Regions from separate parts of the Ctenopharyngodon idella genome. Here region 1 is linked to region 2. A link is a contact called in public Hi-C data. All regions are on one chromosome and are shown on one strand. Each heading gives the region's core, a stretch centred on a gene start, on an enhancer-like site or on the middle of the called end of the contact. The rest is flanking DNA. Distances are from core to core; before and after follow the strand shown.

Evidence for each region. A called contact is a pair of places that touch in the nucleus more often than the background predicts.
Region 1: a contact with region 2 is called in a Hi-C map of muscle, with 3 times the contacts expected there. The contact joins the promoter of guca1b here to the promoter of LOC127505263 in region 2. A contact is called at or near these places in 2 of 2 Hi-C or Micro-C datasets (both in muscle).

The regions. Positions count from the first base shown.
Region 1 is chr22:8,572,242-8,577,822 of HZGC01, reverse strand. It overlaps guca1b (guanylate cyclase activator 1B), which reads right to left and starts at 2,497. Exons shown (of 4, transcript XM_051880083.1): 1 at 1,880-2,497; 2 at 1,518-1,667; 3 at 1,086-1,200; 4 at 275-920. The coding sequence starts at 2,080. The coding sequence ends at 793.
Region 2 is chr22:8,444,311-8,449,680 of HZGC01, reverse strand. It overlaps LOC127505263 (kelch domain-containing protein 8B-like), which reads right to left and starts at 3,513. Exons shown (of 7, transcript XM_051880704.1): 1 at 3,327-3,513.

The sequences.
Region 1 (5,581 bases), core at 1,248-3,747, 130 kb before region 2:
AACGAGCTTATTTTGTGCATAAAATTGTAAAATTTCTCCGTTTAAACATTTGTTATGTTATCTATGTTCTATTGTGAATAAATATTAGCTCATGTGATTTGAAAGTCTTTTAGTTTTCATTTTATTCAAATTTAAAAAAACGTCCCAACTTTTCCGGAATTCGGGTTGTACTTATTACCATTGATTATATGTAACACAACTAACAAAAATGCATGTAACCAAATTGTATCTAACACAATAGCGTGAGCTTGTAAGAAATGAGAAAAACGTGAAATTCATTAATAGTATATTTAATGTATGATTGACGAGTTTTATTTTTAAGAAATGTACAGATGCAAATACTTTTACAATTGTGGCCTTCAAGAGACTCCAGTCTTTACAATATTCATATATTTACAAACATCATATATGCCCATTTGAAACTGATGGCTGTTATTTATTAACTGAGTAATATGCCAAATAGAGTAAAACAAACGCACCTCATCTGCAGAATAATAGATCAATATTTAAAGTGAGCTGTTCACAGATCCTAGCAACAAAATTGAAAGAAACAATAAAGAAAACATGAATACATATAAATACATGTAGATAGAATGAATTCTGTTTGTCAAAAAAAGAAAAAAAAAACAGGAGACAGACACTACTAAGTAAAAAAAAAGTGATATAATTTGTACTGATGACTCAAGATTCACTTTCATGAACCATGACTAAAACTGAAGTTGTGAAACTATGCATGTATATGTTGGTTAAGGGGTAGGCTTATGTTAAGGGTTGTTTTGGTGAATATGGAGTTCAGAAGTTGGCGCTGCGCCGTCTCTGTTCATTGATCCAGTCTCCAGGGTTCACGTCCATTTGCAGCATCTTCATGACCCACTTGTCACGTCGCGCCCCGTCAATGAACTCATCCAGGGACAACTCCCCTGTGGACACAGGACAGAAACTCAGCATCAGCTGCTTTATAAAGGCTGCCTTTAAGCAGAAAGCTCGACTTTTTTCCACAGTTTAATAAATTATTAACATCAATGAAAAAAGACTAGTGTTTGGCTAGCCTGTCTAGAAAAATAATGAATCATAGTAGGTGTTACCATCTCCATTCTCATCCACTAGCTCAAATATTCGGTCCACCACCTGATCTGGGGTCAGTAGGTTACACTCTTCATCAAGTTCACCATGGCAGGCTTTCTTTAGTCGGTAGATTGACTATAAAAGTAAAGTAAAGGTGCATATTTTAATCATAAACGCATAAATGTCTTCTTTACAGTGGTACTAAAAACTATTATAGCATCTTGGCACACAAATGTCCTGCTATCACAGAGGACATATGGATTAATCCCCTGTAAACATCTCACTTGTAAGTTTAAATGTCAAGGTGAAAGTGATGAAACCAGTCATGAAATTGTAATCTCAGTACAAATGCAAATGCTTTTTTCTTAAGTAAACCACTGAAGAATTGTAATCTTAACTTATGTTTAAGTCGGTCTGATTGACAATCAGAAAAGGACACGAGGGATGATTACCTCCACAATCTCCTTGAGCTCTGTTTTGTCGATGCAGCCACTCCCATCCTTGTCATACATTTTAAAAGTCCATTTCAGTTTGTGCTCCAACTTTCCTCGCAGCACTAGATTCAAGGCTGCAACATATTCCAGAAAATCAATAGTGTTGTCCTATGAAAAAAATGAAAGGGAAAGAGAAAATAGGATTGACCTGTCAAAAATTCTGAGAATTCTATGAAGTTCAGGTACAACATGCCACAGGAATATACAGTATATTATATAATTATATTATGTTATTTTTGAGTGTCAAGTATTTTCTACACAGTCTCCTAGAGAGTGTTTATGCCTACTTTTTGTAAGTTAACTGAAATTGAATCACTTACCCCATTTTTATCAAAAGCACGGAACATGTTTTCTATGTAATCTGCCGCTTCCGGGTTTTCCGTTACCCCGAAGAAGCTCTTGAACTCGTGCATGAAGAGGGTTCCGCTCGGACATTCCACCACAAACTTTTTATACCACTCCTGCAGTTCTGCAACATCAATTTCTTTTTCGTCAGAATCCTCACTGAGTCGCTGACCCATCACGAAAGATGGCAATAAAAAACACAAGCTCTGCTTCTCAACAAAAAATGTCCATGATCACATCTGGCAGCTTCACTTTCCTGGAGTTCTCCCTGATCCAGACATCCCAATAACCCTTTAAGTCCCACAAAATGATGATACAACACTGAAAATGTCTGATTTAGGATACAAATCTTTAAAAATATCAGAAAAACCTGAAGTTAAAATTTTCAATATTTACCAAAGTGTAAAAGTAACCTCAACCTTTCAGCAAAGGTGCTCTACTGGCTTGGGATTCAGCACAAGGGCTATTTTGGATCACATGACTACAAGAGATTATTCATATCAATCCATGTCTGAATCAATTAGCTTGAAACAAGATCAAGAGCTTTGCTATAATTCAACATTTAGTACACAGAGCGTTCCAGTTCAGGTTCAAGGGCTCCCTGAGGGTCTCATGTCAGAACATTAAACATGATCTGACTATTTTTACCTGTTCAAATTAAAATCATTTAGGTTTAAAGGGTTAGTTCACCATCAATTGTTCAGAGCACCAAAATCCCATGATTTCAGTAAACGAGGCTTCCTTACGTCATAAGTGTTTTGAAACTTCAATAGTTCACGTGACTTTGGCAGTTTGATACGTGCTCCGAACCACTGATTCGAAACAAATGATTCGTAAAGCTTCGAAGCTTCATGAAGCAGTGTTTTGAAATCACCCATCACTAGATATTGTTGAATAAAGTCACTATTTTAAATTTTTTGGTGCACAAAAAGTATTCTAGTCGCTTTATAATATTAAGGTTGAACCACTGTAGTCACATGAAATGTTTTAAGTATGTTTTTAGTAGCTTTCTGGGCATTGAAAAAGGGAGTGTTATTGCTGACGATGCAGGCCTTACTGAGCCATCGGATTTCATCAAAAATATCTTAATTTGTGTTCCGAAGATGAACAAAGGTCTTACGGGTGTGGAACAACATTAGGGCGAGTAATTAATGACGTAATTTTCATTTTTGGGTGGACTACCCCTTTAAGGCCACAAAATACTACAGAAAAATTATTCACTTTCATCACTGAAAATGGAATAAGTGAAAATGCATTTAGACATATGGGTCCCAGCTCTGGGTGTCCATGAAGGTCTTGCAACGGGTTTAAAAAAAATTCTATATATTTCAAATAATAAATGTGGTACATTAATGATATGTTAAGTATTACAGAAGGCAGTAATGTTTACTAAAGCTATTAATCAAAGTTATGTCACTAAAATGTTAGGAAATCTAGCATTTTTACATTGGGGGGTCCCTTGTTTGGCTGAGAGTCTGGATGTGGAGGGGTTCCCTGGATCCAAATGTTGAAACCACTGCCTATATACATCTTGATCACTCAATCCTGTGAATCATTCAGACAATCTGAGTCATAATCCCTTCTGCCCTCTGCTCTTACTATTTTTAGTTTTATAAAAATAGGATCTAGAGAAGTCTGGCCTAGTTCATGAGGGAGGTGCACTTTGTCTGGACACGTACCACTTCAGACCACAGTGAAAACTAAAATCAAAATGGTTACACTCTTAAAAATAAAGGTTCTTCATTGGTATCTGGAACCTTCAACATCCATGGAAACTTTCCATTGCGCAAAAGGTTTTTTATAGTGGAAAAAATTCCTTGGATTATTAAAATGTTCTTCACACACGCACACTTGCACATACACACACACACACACACACACACACACACACACACACACACCGGATTATATACGTAAGCAATAAGGTACTCAAGGCTGTGCTGTATTGTGAATAAGTCACGGCTGAAGGGTGTTTCGCGGTGTGCCTGCAACCCTTTCAGCTGTGACTTATTCATGATACAGCACTAGCCTTGAGTACCTTATTGCTTTTATAACACGGTTACCACACAATTCAAATATTAAAGCCAAAAACATGTATCAATGCAACTTTCATGAAGTAAACCTTCACTAAGTGTCGGAAAAAATAGTCCCTGACCGTGAACAGCAACAGAAGTTACATTATTACGCCATTAGATGGCGGCAAAGACTTTATGAGTGTGTCAGTCAGTAGCGAAGACTTTTACATTGAAAAGACTGAATTGTTGTGAACACGGAACAAGACGCAACTGACAAATGCTTTGACTAGCGCTGTCAGTCACGGGAAAACCCCTTAACTGTTAAAAAGACAAGATAATTTTATTATGAACAGGACTGACCTGAAGGAAAATGCTAAATCTGAATGCAGGTAATAAACTCGCTCACTCGATCTTTTTCTCACAATACTTCTCTACATAATACAGTAAGCTTCAATGAACAATATCAATTGAGAACAAACAGTTTATGTTGCTAAGAGTGGTTGCTAAGGGTGTTGTGTAGTGATACACAGAACCGTTGGGTAAAGCGGTCATAGCCGTGTTTTATTGTGAATAAAACACAGCTATTGACCAATCAGAATCGAGGACAGGAACTAACCTTTTAACTAACTTTTATAAGTGATATATATGCAAAGCAGCACACTGATGGTATGATTTCACTATAATAATCTTGTTATATACAGTATGCAGGGGAGAAGTACCCGTCTTACAATCTTCACAATGCTTTGATGCATTGTACTGTTCATACACACACCTGCATGTCAACATACTCGTCAAAGACGGTCAGTGTGTGTTCAAGTGCAAGTAGGCTACATAAGGTCTGTGTTTTGTCAGTCCGTGAACTTTAAAGACCTTTTCCAAAGTGCTGACTACATACTTGATGAGGATAAGCTCCTCTGGCCTAGAGATATCCAGGCCACTCATTGCACAATAAAATAATAATCCCATTGGATTAATACAGAATACAATAACAAATATGGAGAACATGTACACAACACATATTTAAAAATGCAAATAATATTTAAGCCTAAAAACCTTTTCTACTATTCATTTCACTCATAGCTTACTTGTATTTTTCTTTTGTGCCATGCACCAGATGACAAATCTTTGCCAGTGTTATTAAAATGCCTTTAAAATCAATTAGATCGGAAAACGATTTAGTAGTTGTAGAGTCATAACAACTCCAAATGAGACAGTAATCAGGACTGACTAATGGAGAAATAAGCACTGAGTGAGTTCACTTTGAATGTGTTTAATTACAATTACAAGTCATACCTGGATTTTAATATCTTTAGTTTTATTAAACTGCTGTGCTGATTTTTATGATTATTATATAAAATTATTCATCACTATAGTCTAATCTGATATGACACTAAATCAGTTATCATGACACAAATATAGCCTGCAAATCATTAATATGGACAAGAGGAGAAAGCACAAATGTAACTAAAATTTAAACAAAGTTTATTCTGAAGTTTCAATTTACAAAAAAATACTAACAGATGCCCCTGGGTGTCAGTGTTACAAAGGCTACAGTTTCACGGTGATTGCTTGGTTGATCAGTTTTTTGTTTTTTAGCATATTTCTTTTAAAACACATTGAATACATAGTGGACTGGTAATTGATTTACACACAAAATATAGT
Region 2 (5,370 bases), core at 2,264-4,763:
ATTAAGCAGAAGAGTTTAGTGTGATGCAGCAATGCATTTAAAACATAACCTTAACAATCAAATAGAACTAAGTGGTCAAACTAAAAAGTTTGACATTTAGAAATTAGTAGAAATTTAAAGGCCGGGACACACCAAGCCAAAGGTTCGCTGTGTTCCGCTCTAGTTGGATGCCGTCGGGGGGTTTTCGGCCCGACTGTGAAATAGAAAACTCTGATTGGCTGTTCAGCTTAGCGAATGGGTCAGTGCACGAGAATAAAAAGCGAAAGTGATGAAAGCGAGCAAAGAAGTCAAGATAGTACAGACAGAAGGCTGTTATAATTTTATGTCATCTTTCCTGAGCATCTGAATGCACGAATATTTTCATAATAACATGAGTCGAAAGAGTGTGAAAAGAGATTCAAAATACTCTGTCGATTTTGGACATACAGATAAGAGTTCTACATCATTCAAAACTGAATTTCTTTTGTTTATTTGTGTACACTCACAGTAAAAACACAATGTTGTGCTTCTGTTCCTCTAATCCAGGGGTATCCAAACTCAGTCCTGGAGGGCTACTGTCCTGCCGAGTTTAGCTCTAGCTTGCCTCAACACACCTGCCTGGAAGTTTCTAGCAGAGGATTATTACTGGGAGATAAGAGGGTCCGCGGCTCTACCATTGGAGAAAGCATAACAGCTGACTTGGATCATGTGTGCCTTGGTAACCAGTAACATTACAGCCTTGACGTCATTGAATTTCATTCAGGGTTGTGCGACAGTCAATCACTGTTTGCAGATACCATAGAAATGAATGAGAATTGCCGTAAATTGAATCATACCTGTCGCGCAATTGTCTGTGACTTCTCTTATAAAACAACATTTTTTTTCCGGTGTAAACTCTAAAATTAGATCACTCAAACATATAAGAGAAAACTTGTTGAAGATTAGCCGATGGGCTGTCGATTCATTAAATGATTAGCTATTTCCTCACAAAAATTGTTTATTTACCATAGTGAAGCCTCTCCTCCATTGATATCCATTTAAAAAACAGCCTCTAGTCTCCTTCCCTGCATACTGCAGCGTTTTTTCGGCTAAGGTTGCAGGCTTACCTTCAAGTGGCTTTGTTTCTAGTTTGCCTATTAAGACCTTGATTAGCTGGTTCAATTGTGTTTAATTGGGGTTGGATTTAAACTCTGCAGGACATTGGCCCTCCAGGAGTAGGACTGGACACCCCTGCTGTAGTCAGTAGCAGACCCCGGCTGAGGAAACATATACTTGCTTAAAGCAGTAGTTTACAAGGTGAGTACAAGGCACAGCCCCCACAAACAGCTCCATTCTCAAAGACAATTGTCCATTCTCTATCATCTCACTAAAATTCACATTTACTTGTCTCGCTTAACACAATGTTCCTGGTTGCATTGTGAACAATTTATCAGTGCATGTTATTCCAAAAGACAAAATTTGTTTGTTCTCATAATCTTTAATCAAAATGTAAAAACTACTCCTCTGACAGAATTTTTCTTTTCTGCTGATATCATGTAGGCCATTCATTGTATTAACCAATAGCCAAATGGCTATTTAGCCACTGTTTTTGCATCTATTCTGATATGAAAAACCCATCGCCCAATCAAATTCCACCCTATTTTTGCCTCATTCAAAATTCTGTTTCACTCAGAAATACATTACAAAAATATACATTACAAATATCTCAAAATATCTTCTTTTATGTTCCACGGAACAAAGAGGTAAGTAAATTACAGATTCATTCATTATTTTTAATAATTTTAGTAAGTATTGATTTTAGATCTAACACTTTAAAGCGTCTGCTTGGCTAATGTTAAAGTGTTAGTTCAACCAAAAATGAAAATTCTGTCATTAATTACTCACCCTCATGTCATTCCACACCCGTAAGACCTTCGTTCATCTTCAGAACACAAATTAAGATATTTTTTATGAAATCCGAGAGATATATGACTCGTCCATAGACAACAATTTAACCACCACTTTCAAGGTACAGAAAGGTACTAAAGACATCGTTAAAACAGTTGACGTGACTACAGTGGTTCAGCCTTAATTCTATGAAGCGACGAGAATCATTTTTGTGCGCAAAAACAAAAATAACGACTTTATTCAACAATATCTTCTCTTCTGTGTCATTCTCATACGTTGTTTACGTTCAGTGCTTCCCGGTTCTAACGCAGACTCAGTATTGGCAGAGGCTGATCACGTGAGCAGCACGACGCATTCGTGTGATGCTGACGCAGAGCCGGCCAATAATGAGTCGGCGCTGAACGTAAACAGTGTATGAGAATGACACAGAAGAGAAGATATTGTTGATTAAAGTTTTGGTTTTTTTTCACACGAAATGTATTCTCGTTGCTACATAAAATTAAGGTTGAACCACTGCAGTCATGTCGACTTACAGGTGTGGAACGACATGAGGGTGAGTAATTAATGACATAATTTTCATTTTTGGGTGAACTAACCCTTTAACCTAAAAAAAAAAAAAAAACTTTTCTCAGTCAAAAGCAGTGGAAATTACATCTTAAGACAGGTACACAAACTATTAGCATAAAAAGATGAAGATCACAACTGCGGATTTCATTACTATGATCTTGTAAAATGGTTTTGTTGAAACATTAATCCCAAATTTAAAATGCCATCTTAGATGAAAGAAAACAGCTATGCAACAGGTGATTAAATTAAGCGAGATTATTGCTGTACTGTGTACTGTGACAATAAAAGCTCTTGTTGTTATTGGATTTGTTTAATCATGCGAATAATAGCCTAAAGTTAGATGCCTCTCACTAAACAACCATTCTCCATAATAGAAACGGCCATTCTCTTAACATATCCTTGAGAGGTATGTAGCAGTTCAGCATTATAACAGTTGGGGGTTGTGCAGTGCTGACCTAATGCGGAACAGCATCTCCAAAACCCGTGAAAACACACCAAAGACACACTGCGCGGACCGCCTTACCCAGTCCTGAACTCAAAAATATGCATTTATATAAAAATAGTACATACTACATCAACCAAAACATCCTGAAATCAAGATTAAATCATAAAGATACTCGTTGCAACCAACATCAGCGTTCCTAAAACACGACAATAAGGCTTATGTGATACGCTTTTTATTCGACGGTCAAATATTTTATAGAAATTATAATAAATTAATTTATAATCGTTAAAACGTGATGTCTTAATATCATAATACAGATTATTAAGCTATAGGTGGGTCTTCTCAAAAACAGGCACAAACTGCAGTCAGCACCATGTGCCTCGAGTAGGCTATATGCAAAATAACACGAAAAAACTTTCAATAATAACCTTCTCGTGCGTATTATTACCTTCTTGTTTTGTCCTTCTCGAGCGAATTTCCAAAAGTCAGTGAATAAGAGTGAGCTTCTTCAAACTTCAATCAGATTTTCATCTCAACGCGCATCTCATACCGGAGACAGTAGCGTTATGCCAGCGGTTAGTTTGGGTTTCGGACAGATGCTTCTCGCACGAGTATCTCCATTGGCTCAGCATCACTTACTTCGCCCTCCCCTGAATGCTCACACGCGCTGTCTGCATCCTGGATGTATAGTTACTTTGACAGAGAACTACAAAGTGAACACTTGGGATCAAAACAAGTATAGATTTATCTTACATCCTTTTAATGTAACTTCAAAGTATTCAAGAGTTCAATTGGTTGACTGTTCAAGACAAGAAATCTATCGCTTTAATTAATCTTATTTGCAACGACAGAAAATTGCTTGTTGCTATAAAATTATTATCATTGATATCTTATTTGTTAATTCAGTGGAACTTAAAAACACACACACACACACACACAAAAAGATCATTCATGCTTTAAGTGTCAAGTTTGTGCTCAGTTACGATTGCCCTCATGTTTCCACTAGAATGCGTGATATATAGGCTAGACATTCGAAATGAAGAATTAGTGATCCTGTTGCGATCCTCCCTCGAATCCTCCTGTGCCTCGCATGCTCCGACTATTATAACAAATAACATGGGTTATGGGGCTGCTGTGAGTGACAGACTCAGTAATGAAGTGCATCGGTGCAAGCTGTCATTTTGGAACACTACTGCCCCCTTTTGGCATTTAGTGAAATTGTCGCGTATCAGCAACACTGTTACTATTTGTCACGTTTTATTCCAGTGAATTTCTCAGGATAGGTTCAGTTTTGAAAATAAGTTTCTGTCTAGCCACATACGGTAAAGTCGTGACTGCGAAAAGGCCATTATTTAAAAAAAAAAAGGCCACCATTATGGCCTAGCAAAGTAAAAAAGAAAGAAAGAAAGAAAGAAGAAAAAGGTATGTGTGTGTGTGTGCATGTGTGAAATTTCTTACAAATAATCAGCTGTGTATAGAACCACAAGTGAAGCATGACATAATTAAAGGCAATGAAGATAAATCAGTCATGGGTCTGTATCCTTGGAAATGGAGCGATAATGTAAACCTTCACATTATTTTCAAGTCATTAGGCAAGAATACAATACTCTTAGCTGTGCTGTGGCCTAAAAGCAAGTTGTACCACACTTTAAATGTGCGCTAATTATGCAACAGCACCTCATTTAGCCTGTAATGAAAAATCTCTGACTACCACAAAGACAGTTAATGAGCAAAACACATATTGGGGTAATGAATTAAAATGGAAGTGTGCATTGGTAAAAACAAACACATATATGAGAAAAAACAAAACAAACAAAAAAACAGGTTGCTAAAGTATTAGGTCCATACATGACATAAAAGACATTTCAGATGAATAGAGTGAATATTTCTGTTGCCCTGCTAATTGTCTTCTCAAGCAATAACAAGTCTTATTGTTACAATATATTGAATGCAATAAATAGACCTTCAGTCACTCTGAAGAGCAGCCGATTCTTGCATACTAACAAAGACAGAGATCCTCATGAACAAACATGCAGACAACACACACTCAGACTATTCAGTGTAACTAATTATGACTCTCCTCACTGCATCCATGGTGAACTCGATCAATTGATCTCATTTGCACATTCTCCTGAGGAGGAATTACTGCCTGTTGTCTCCGATCGATCACCTCTGCAGAGTCTCTGTGTGAGTTCACTGCTGAAGACAGGAGGTCAGCAGGAGGAAATGAATGCTTGAGTCAAACTTCTCAACCACTGCACTGACAGGCCAACACAAACATCTTAAACACAAAAAAAAGAGACAGAGGTGGGAAAACAATGAATATGAAATAGTGCACTGCATAGCTATTAATCATGTGAGCAGGGTCACAGGGTCGGCTTTATCTGAACGTTAAAAAAACTAATATATATATACACACACCGATCAGGCATAACATTATGACCACCTTCCTAATATTGTGTTGGTCCCCCTTTTGCTGCCAAAACAGCCCT